2 separate regions of the Zea mays genome follow, and region 2 is linked to region 1. A link is a contact called in public Hi-C data. All regions are on one chromosome and are shown on one strand. The core of a region is the stretch at or near the end of the contact, and the rest is flanking DNA. Distances in the headings are between cores, read along the strand shown.

Evidence for each region. A called contact is a pair of places that touch in the nucleus more often than the background predicts.
Region 2: a Hi-C map of ear shows a contact between it and region 1, with 2.5 times the contacts expected there. The contact joins the promoter of LOC100304356 here to the promoter of LOC541965 in region 1. A contact is called at or near these places in 5 of 25 Hi-C or Micro-C datasets (ear, leaf, root tip and 1 more).

What each region holds. Positions count from the first base shown.
Region 1 is chr4:196,980,324-196,985,652 of Zm-B73-REFERENCE-NAM-5.0, reverse strand. It overlaps LOC541965 (CCAAT-HAP5-transcription factor 59), which reads right to left and starts at 3,879. Exons shown (of 6, transcript NM_001111619.1): 1 at 3,830-3,879; 2 at 2,150-2,222; 3 at 377-470. The coding sequence starts at 3,862.
Region 2 is chr4:197,235,721-197,240,531 of Zm-B73-REFERENCE-NAM-5.0, reverse strand. It overlaps LOC100304356 (Pentatricopeptide repeat (PPR) superfamily protein), which reads left to right and starts at 2,158. Exons shown (of 11, transcript NM_001165794.1): 1 at 2,158-2,436; 2 at 2,507-2,654; 3 at 2,795-2,897; 4 at 3,033-3,100; 5 at 3,200-3,361; 6 at 3,465-3,620; 7 at 3,690-3,807; 8 at 3,914-4,008; 9 at 4,110-4,262; 10 at 4,380-4,475; 11 at 4,610-4,792. The coding sequence starts at 2,180. The coding sequence ends at 4,711. LOC111591485 (U2 spliceosomal RNA) reads left to right here and starts at 1,661; the gene lies at 1,661-1,863. It also overlaps the pseudogene LOC109945901.

The DNA.
Region 1 (5,329 bases), core at 2,630-5,129:
AGTAAACCTTATACCAAAGAATCTACAACCAAAAGGCAATTGAATGTGTAGTAATTATATGAAGCATGACCTATAATTAATGAATTCTGTTTCAGTACAGCTTATCCACCAACTTATTTTGATGGCATAAGCAACACAAATAAGATGAATCCTGGATAAAATCCTATTTTGGGCAGGGGGGATATTGTACACCAAAGTTCAAACGTCGAATCATAGCAATTGCAAATTGTAAGCATCTAGATTACCCTCACTACAAATGCTAAATAAAGTCACAGCTGAAATTCATCAAAGAGATCCATTTATTTTAAAAGATACATCACATCACCTTTTTATTTTATGAAAAAAAAAACAAAATGTCAGCTGATATTGAACTCACAGGTGGAAGGAATTCAGTGTCTTTGCTCCACTTTGAAGAGTAATTTCATAAGTACGGTCAATTAAATCTTGTAAAAACAATTCAAGAGACCTCGCTGCACGCAAATGAAACTCAAAATGTCAGAAATTTCATTTATGTATGCTTCATCATGGTTACATGTAATAGTAGCAGGATATAGAGAATCGTGAATGAAATGAATGATGCCCACAGAGAAAATCTGAAAATGTTGACCAAACAAACTTCTAGAAATTTATAAGGAGTCTCTTTAGTATCATTAGTGTGAACTTGAAACAAGTAAACCAATTTGCAAAGATAACCATTAGCCAGTCAACCAAATGAATGGATGGCAAACGATGTGATAAAGCAACCCTTTTTTATTGTTTTATCTATACCACTATATAATCCACCAGTTTAAACTTTGCAAAACTCCCCAACCAAATCATCCACAGACTCATAACCTACACTAAATCCACCAAACAAATTGCACCCAGACTTAACATATCATCAAAACCAACAGTTTAGATCGTTGTATAACCCCCTCTACATCAACATCAACATAGTCTTTTAGTCCCAAACAAGTTGGGGTAGGCTAGAGTTGAAACCCAACAAGAAGTCACCAAAAAGAGAGAGAGAAAGGGGAGGGGGGAAAGCTTTTGAGAGAACTAAAAGGGAAAAGACATAATCACAGTTCGGGCACGTGGATAGCTTCTTTCCCAACACTTCTATCCAAACCCAACTCCTTTGGGATATTCCATTCCTTCAAGTCCCTTTTGATAGCCTCCTCTCATGTCAAGTTTGGCCGCCCTCAACCTCCCATCACATTATTGTCCTATCTTATGATGCCTCTATGCACCGCTGCCTCTGGGGGTCTCCGGTGGACATGCCCAAACCATCTCAACCGGTGTTTAATAAGCTTTTTTTTCAATTGGCGTTACTCGTATCCGATTGCGTATGTCATCGTTTCTCACTCGGTCCAATCTTGTGTGCCCACATATCCAACGCACCATACGCATCTCTGTGACACTTAGTTGTTGGATATTTTGTCTCTTAGTAGGCCAATGGACAATATTATTTGGATCATCTCTCAGCCCTCATCCGTCCCTCGACCACCGACCCTGCCGCCTCCAGCCTCCCCCTCCCACCGTGACCCCATCGCCCCTCCCCATCTCTCTCACTCGTGTCGCCGCAGCCGACCCCTTCCCTCATCTCCCCCCTCTGCGATCGTAGTGTTAGCTGTTATGGTCGCTAGATCGGTGAGGGATTGGAGAGGGAATTCGATGGTTGGAGCTGCTGGTGGAGGCGGTGCGGTACTGTTCATGCGTGAACAGTACTCGCGGTTACTGTTCACAGGGCGCCGGCCGAGGGCCTCTGCCCACGGCCGAGCAAGAGGAGGGTTTCTCCCTTCTAATTCTTGTCTGCTTTATTTCTCATCCATTGATTACATAAATAGGCCAGTTGGCTGCCCCTATCTAGCTAGAGATCCTTATCTCCTAAAAACTCTCAACAAACTACTAACTGATAACCTTCCTAGATAATCTCAACTAATCTCCTAAATAATCTCAACTAATCTTCTAATCTTATCTCTAACTATCCTTATCTAATCCCCCTTAGGGCCCATGGCTGCTGCTACCGCAGCCCCTCTGTGGGCCTCCTTAGGTCCTGACATTAGCACGTACTATATGCTAGTTTAAGTAGAAATACTAGATTATTGTGAGAAAACACAGATATGTACATAATACATACAAAAAGCACAATGATTCTTGCAAAACTTACAAACTAAAACAGGAACTGCTAGTGCAATCTTTCCAACATCCTCATCTGCTTGCATTATCTTTTTGATTCGAGCCTATTATAATACAGAACATAGTTAGGGACAACTTCATGACATTATAACTTATATATTTCAAAAAACATCTAGAAAAGATATACCAACATAAGTACAACCCGAAACTTTGGTAATCAATACAGACATCAAAGAAACTGTTTCATGAAAAACAGAGCAAATGCCACAACCCAGAAATTATCTTTTCAGCTAAATACAACAAAATATGCATCTGCACTGCAAATCATACAGGTGTGTTTAGCTTGGAACTTCAACTAGCGGCGGTTCCATGACAAGGGAACAACAATAAGAGGTTTTGAAGATTCAAAACCAACCTGAAGGCATAAAACAAATACTGTGATCCGCAAACAGCCCTGCTTGAGCGCTACACCAGGGGTTATAATCTCAAGGAATAAATGCTGGCATGTTCAGGAGACCTCAGAACAATCAAACAGACAAACATGGCGGCATAATTGCTTCCTCCTTCCGGGAAAAAATGTAATATGTAACTAAAGGTTGCACACCAGTTAAAGTAATTCACGTTTGACCAAATTTCTTATGAATAGTATTCACATTTATGGCTTCATATCAATTTGTTATGAAAATACATTTCGTAATTATCAATGATACTTATTTGCTATCATAAATATTGATATTTTTTAATATATAATTAGTCAAACTTAATATACTAAAACACGAGACTGCTAGAATTGCATTCTTTCCTGGACGGAGGGAGTAATTCAGAACATCTTTCGCATCTTGGAACTCCAACCAAGGGAAGGCACCTGAGCCTAAATCCTACATCAGACCTGGCCGTTCCCAAGAATAGTTCCCTCACCAAAGACATATTGACCAACACAACAGTGGAAGTTAATGTAGTTTCAAACTCTACCAGACCATAATAAAACCCGATGATAAAGGCTGCACACGAATTCCACTGCATGAGCACTCATGCACCAGATCACATGTTGAGTATCCCCAGAAATACATGGAACCTGCGATATATGCTGAATTGCTGACATGATCTGGAGACCTTGCAACCAAACCACAGGCACGACAGCAGGATGGAGCGCATCTCTTGCATCTACACGCCAAGCCAAGCGCGATTGAGGATAACCAGCGGCGCGTAGAGGTCACATCAGTCTGTCAACGATCACACGGACTAAAACACAAGGTCCCAAAACACAAACCAAACGTCAACAGCACTAACCTAGTCAGCTGCGAGCGCCCACAAATCTCTCCATCCGTTGAACACAACACGAGCGCAGAAACCGGATCAGAAATTCTCGACGTCCTCTGTTGAGCACAGAGAATCCGGCAGACCCCAAAAATGTGAACGGAAAAAAAAACGAAATTACTTCCGCACGCGCGCGCGCGCGGGCGAGCACAGGAGCCGATCTGAGTCCGAGCCCGCCGTCACCCCGTGGAAGCCAGCCAAATCCCCGCCCACGTAACGAAACAGCGAAGCCGCGATTTAACGACGGCCGGCGTCCACCGGATCCCGCCCGCAAGAGCGAAGATCTGCACCGCGCGCGGCGACCCAGATCAGATCGCGCGCGCGAGCGCGGCGGATCAGAACGAGAGAGGATACGAGCATGGCGGGTGACGGGAGCTGGAGGGGCGAAACATACCGCGGGGAACCGGGTGCCGAGCTTCTTCCTCATCTTCGCCTCCGCCTCCTCGCCGGACGCTGTCGTAGTCTACTCTACTTTTTCTGCTCTTTTTTTTCTTTTTTTCTTTTTTTTTTGATGGCGAAGGCTTGGGTTTCTTTTCTCGTTTGGCGTTCTCGCTCTTCTTCCACGTTCCACAAGCAAATTGAACGCACGAAGCCACGGAGGAGTAGAGGCGCGCAGCGCACCATCGCGACGCGACGGCATCGTCCGTCCCGAGGCGCCCGTGTTCTCACCGCGTCACATCAAGCAGTGGCGGTAAAGTGGGCCGGGCTCTACATGGGTTTTCTCGGCCCGAAATAGCTGTGTTAAGGCCGAAAGGAAACGGACTGGACTGTTTACGTAAGGCTGTTAGGCCATCTCCATATTTAATCATATATCTCATTTTTATTTTAAACTTCACTCTACAGATAATATCAAACAATATCATTTATAGTTATTTTACACAGCCCACAAGAGGCAGTCGCGCGAACGCGGATGTGGAAAAGCCATCGCCATGGGCCTGTTTGGTTCAGCTTTTTTCTGACCAGCTTTTCTGAAAATCTGGCTGTGGGGAGAATCTGGCTGTGAGAAGAATCTGAGTATCATTACGATTACGTGTGGAGTAAGATAAAGTTATTCATAGGGCTTAGAATCTAGAAAGTGACGGATTCCTACTATTACAATGACTCAACCGATTATATGTTTATGTTGATTTTGGATGGTTTTTGCCTCAACGAATTTTATAGAAGCTGAGCGTTTGGCAGTCCGCAACAGCTTTTGGTGGGCAGAAGCCGCAGAAGCCGAAACAAATAGAGCCTAAAACCGGCTCAGCTCCAGCAGATCGCGAAAAAAGGAGAGGAAGATAGGGGTAACGACGCGGGTAGGGGTTATCCTTTTTCGCATCCATTTACGTGATTTATTGTACAGGATCTCCCTATCTTACGTATGGGGGAGCTAATAGAGGACCTAGTGGTAACGCTCTAAAAAGCCCTTAAGAAAACAATTAAAATCGTCAACAAGGCAATATATCTTGTGTTCAAAGGGATATTGTGCTCACATGCACATTTTAAATTTAGAACATTCATTTTACATCTAGCAGCACTACCAATTTTATATAAAAACTCCTTCCACCTACCTCCCCTAGTGGGAAGGGTTTTTCATAAAATTATCTTTTACCATTGGATATGAGATAGATGTACTAGATTTAAAATGTGCACATGATTATAGTGCCCCTTTAAACATCGAATATGTTCCTTGTTAAAAAACCCTATGAAGGGTTACGTCCGTCAAATGTGCCTCTAAGAGATTGAGATTCTAGTTCTCTATATAATTGTCACACCCAGTTTTAGAAAGTAAACCGAATGCAAACCATGTATGTGCCAGGATTAGAACTCACGTACACAATGATTACATAAATAACTCGTCACAATGCTTCAAATATTAATAAAGAGTAAGTAATAATATTACAAACTAGAGTCA
Region 2 (4,811 bases), core at 909-3,408, 260 kb before region 1:
ACCCACAAAATGGCACAAACCCATGCACGCCATGTCTTTCGTTCATAGCAACGACCGACATGGCAAGTGGTCTCATGCCAAATGCACCGTGACATGAGCCAAACAACCCATGAACGTCGCTCCGTAGGGGACGGGGAAAGCAATTCCAGCAGACCCACACACGTCGCGTCTTCCATGCATAGAAACGAGGGAAAGCGGTTTCAGCAGCAGTGGGGTGGAGCCATTTTACTCATCCTAATCCGTCCACCAACTTGGCTACAAAAAGTCGTACCGAGGCCCCTCAAGCGATAGCGGTGGTGGATCTGCTCGGCGCCGGTGGCCCGACGCTCTCCAGCTACTCCGACTTACCTACGTCCTCCAAGGTACGCACGTACGTACATCTGATTTTCTGGCTCACTAACTCCACGAGCCTCTTCACAGGCTTGTCCACCGAGTTCGTGTCGCGTTCGTGGGATCTAATGGAGACTGACGATGCCAGGATGGAGGGCATCGGCGGTTAGGCACGGGTCACACGGAGGGCATCGACGGCAAGTCACCAACCTTAGGCACGACGATGGGCATTGGCGGCAAGGCGCCAACCTTCGGCACGACGGCGGGCATTGGCGACAGCGTCACTTTTGGCATGATGGTGGGTACTGCAGCCGACCATAGGGGGCAGCGCGGTGATGTTCGACACCACATGGATCTGTGGGACGACACCCACCGCGGGAACCGTCGGTAAGGCAAGCATTAGTGGAAGGGTGGCCACGAGCACGATCGACAGCTTCGGCACGATAGGAATGCCCAAAATGGCAACAGGCGCGATGGGGGGTGGGGCGTGAGCAAGGTGTCGCACGGCGTGGCACATAGTGTTGCCATCGCCGATGAGCATGATGAGCGTCATCGTCACGAGCGTCGTGGCAGAGAAGAGAGACGAAGCGTCACAAGTCATTTCTAGCTGCTATGAGAAGTGCTTCCTTAGGAGTGAGGAGCTACAAGGCTGTCGCGCGCTTGCGACGGGTCCTTGGCGAGCATTTTATTGTAGCTCTATTCGAAGTTGAGCGTGTACTGTTTCGCTAGAGCTAGGCCAGTTGGGAACGAGATAAAGATGGTTGGTGGCCTTTCGATGCAAAGCATGGACGACAGATACATAATGGATGGCTGTTGTTTGAAGCATTTGGTTCATTATCTCATCTATTTCATGTAGCTGGATCGAAATTAACCACCCCTCGTGCATGACACAAGACGATACTAGACACCGTTCAACTCATGAATGGCTCATGCATGTTGCATCATGAATCCCTGCATGGCCTCTGTTTGATAATTGTTGAGGCATGTTTTCTTCTCTGTCAGATTATTGTGCAATAGCCAGAGACATCTTTATGGTTCTATCTATCCATGAATCATGTGTTTAATGTGTGTGTTTAAGAGAAAATAAAAGAGCATAGGTTCAGTGGAAGATATTGTGGGTCTTTAAAACCAGCAGTCATATCGTGTGTTTATATGGAGTCAATGTCTTGAGTTAAAATTTATCAAGGCTATTACACCATATATAGACCGTGAGAAGCCACCAAGCCCAATACGATAGGAAGTCGTACACATATAGTAACACCCCGTTAGCTGAAGGAGGACGAGCTACAGAGAGCTCTATAAAATAGAGATTTGATTTTTTTTTCAACTCATATCTTTCTCGGTCTTTTGGCTAAAACAAAGTGTAATATTTATTCTTATCAATTTAATATCTGGTCTATAAACAATATGTTCACTTTGATATTAAATCTATATATTATTGATAATTTTTGGGGAGGGTCCATATGACTGGTTTATTTCGCTTAACCATTGATTGTATTGTGGGTACGGCCTCATCATCCCAACCAATATCATAAAATACGATTGTGTACCGTTGCAATCCCAACCAATATCATGAAATACGATCGTGTACCGTTGCAACGCACGGGTGGGTCAAAAGTATCAAGACTTCCACTATAAAAAAAACGTACACTCTAAGGAATGTTTGGACTGGGCTGCAACGTGCGACCCACGTTCTCAGCCCATGGAAGACGGCAGCCCAGGCCGAGATCCGACGTAGACGTCATCCCACAGCATTATTCGCGACAGCTCCGGTTTGGGGGGATAGGGAGCGAGAGGCGGCCGCGCCACACAAAACTATCTCCGCCGCGGCTCCGTTGCATGGTATACCATGCTGCCGGCGGCTGCCACCGCTGCAGCGCCGGACCCCTCGTGCTCCACCTTCCCCTCCTCCCGCCGCGCTCCCCCTGTCGCTTCGCGTCACAGCTTCGTTGTTGCAACAAGAGCCACCGGCAGCTCGGGTCTCTTCTCTCTCCGGTGTCACGGTCGCCTTCCCTGCCACTCTCGCTGTCGCTGCCGCTGCCGCGCCTGGTGGAACAATGAGCGAGCGCGCCGGGTATCCGGCGCCAGCCGTGGCCGCCATTGCCGGTACGTAAGTATGTCTTGGAGCAGTGACTGAGCCTCCAGCTGCTGGTTGATTGGTGACCAAATGATGCAGGGCCGTCGCGTCGGCGCCGGACCACATGGACGAGCAGCCGGCGAGGGGGAGGTACCACCCGTTCGAGGAGATCTCCGAGGCGGTGCAGCTGGACGACGGCGAGCCGGCCCACCTGACCGACGCCGAGTCAGCCCGAACAATCGTCGAGGTCAATCACTTGACCAACCTGAATAACGCCACACTCTCCAGCTCTGCTCGGTGCTCGCCAATTGCAATTGCCACCAGCTGCCACTCGTCACACTTCACAAAGAAATGCTAAGAGAATCAGCGCACGAACATAAACTGCAGGTGAACAACAAGGCGACGGTGATGATCTCCACGCTCGTCGGCGACGGTGTGCACGAGCGGATCATCCTGCCGGAGTTCCCCTACCTCACCGACGAGAACGGAGGTGCGCGCACCAGGCTCCTCCCCCGCTTGATGCAATGCAGCTAGCTACAAGCTCCTGTAATTGTAACTTGCCGCGGGACGGGACACTGTTTTTTCACCTTCCCTTGCTGAAACTGATGTGTGGTAACCTGCTCAGATATCTACTTCGAGGTCGACAACGAGGACGCGCTGCTGGAGAGCATCATGGGGGAGGACAAGATCGCGGTGACGCCTCCGATTTCCTCCCCTGTTTCATCCACCTTATGACTCTGTCGGTGTGTGACACCTTGGTAATCTGTCGTTGTTGTTGATTGATGCGTGCAGCACGTTATCATCGGATTGGACAACACACAGGTCTTCGCCGACTTGGATCTCGTCTCGGCCTCCGCCACAGAGTTTGCGCAAGAAGACGACAACGGCGATGAGGACGATGACGGCTCCGACGATGATGAGGAAAGCGACTTTGACGAGGACTTCAACGACGTGGTTAGGATGAACCCTCAATTGTCTAGACACCAGAGAGGTTGCTGGTTTCAGTTGTCTAGACTCCAGAGAGGTTGACATAGATGATGTATGTAAAAACATGCAGGAGGGTGTGTTTTCGGTTGATGAGGACGACGAAGATGACAGAGAGGAAGAGGAGGAGGAGGACGACGACGACGATGACGAGGACCTACCAAGCTGGTCCAACCTTGAGACCGTGAATTCCTGCCATCCACTGTACTTTGCAAGGATGATTGTAGAGGTACACGATCGAAGTTTGGCAGCATGTCTTGTCAGCAACTGCACTCTTAACTAAATCCATTATTCCCAGACTGCAACCAAGTCTAGCATAGACTGGCTGGACCGGCCACCTGCAAGCCTTGTCGTCGAGGGCCAGCTGAGGCCTGCCTTTGCTGAGGAGAGCACCATGGTTGCCAAGCATATATCAAGTATAACTGCTGTGAATGAATTAAAACCAGACCAGCCACCTTGTATCCAGCAGATGTCTGCATTCTACGAGAGCATGCGATTCTTACAGCAGGTCGTTCTTGGCAGGTGACGCGCCAAAGAAAGATACAAAGGAGAGTGGTGCCACCTTTTTCAAGGTCGAGGTCCTCAGCATCGAGTTGATCACTGCGTATGGAACTGAGGCATGCTTCTTTCATTTGACAATCGGCATGTCAGGATTTTACATAGCTCTTCTCTGCAGTTCTAACTTCACAACTGATAGTTTAAAAATATCGCCATGTAGCCAAAGGTAAAGATTGAAGAATACCAGAAGGCTAAGCCGGACATCATCGCGCATTCTGCACCGAACGTAATATCGCGCCTGAGAGCTGGTGGAGACAAGGTCACCCAGGCTCTGAAATCTCTCTGTTGGAGGAGCAAGGCCATTCAAGTAGAGGTACACTCCCTTCAGATAGACTGGCAGCACCGTTTTAAGTTCAGCACTGATGGAACTGAAACACATTCTGTTTGGCACTAAAACATAAATAAACATTGTCCATTTACATTTTCGCAGGAGGCAGCGGTGATCGGAGTGGACTGCCTTGGTTTTGACCTGAGAGTGTGCTCAGGAACTCAAGTGCAGACATTGAGATTTGCTTTCCCTACAAAGGTCTGTCACGCTTGGCATTCTATGAGCCTATTAAATTATGTGAAAGAGCAACTCCGAAAAAAAAATAACTGAAACAAGTTAATTGCGTTGCACTATCACGTGGTTATACCGTTTCTGAATCATTTGAACTGCAGGCCACTTCAGAGTTCTCTGCAGAGAAGCAAATACATGAGCTTCTGTTTCCTAGGAATACACATCAAGAAGGGCAATCACCACAGGCCCGACAGAAGTCCTGATGTAATTCGATCCATCGATGTGGTAACTTCATTCAGATGGTAGGAAATTAATTTAGAGAAATAAATAATAAATTCTTGGTCATGTCCATGAAAGTTGTGG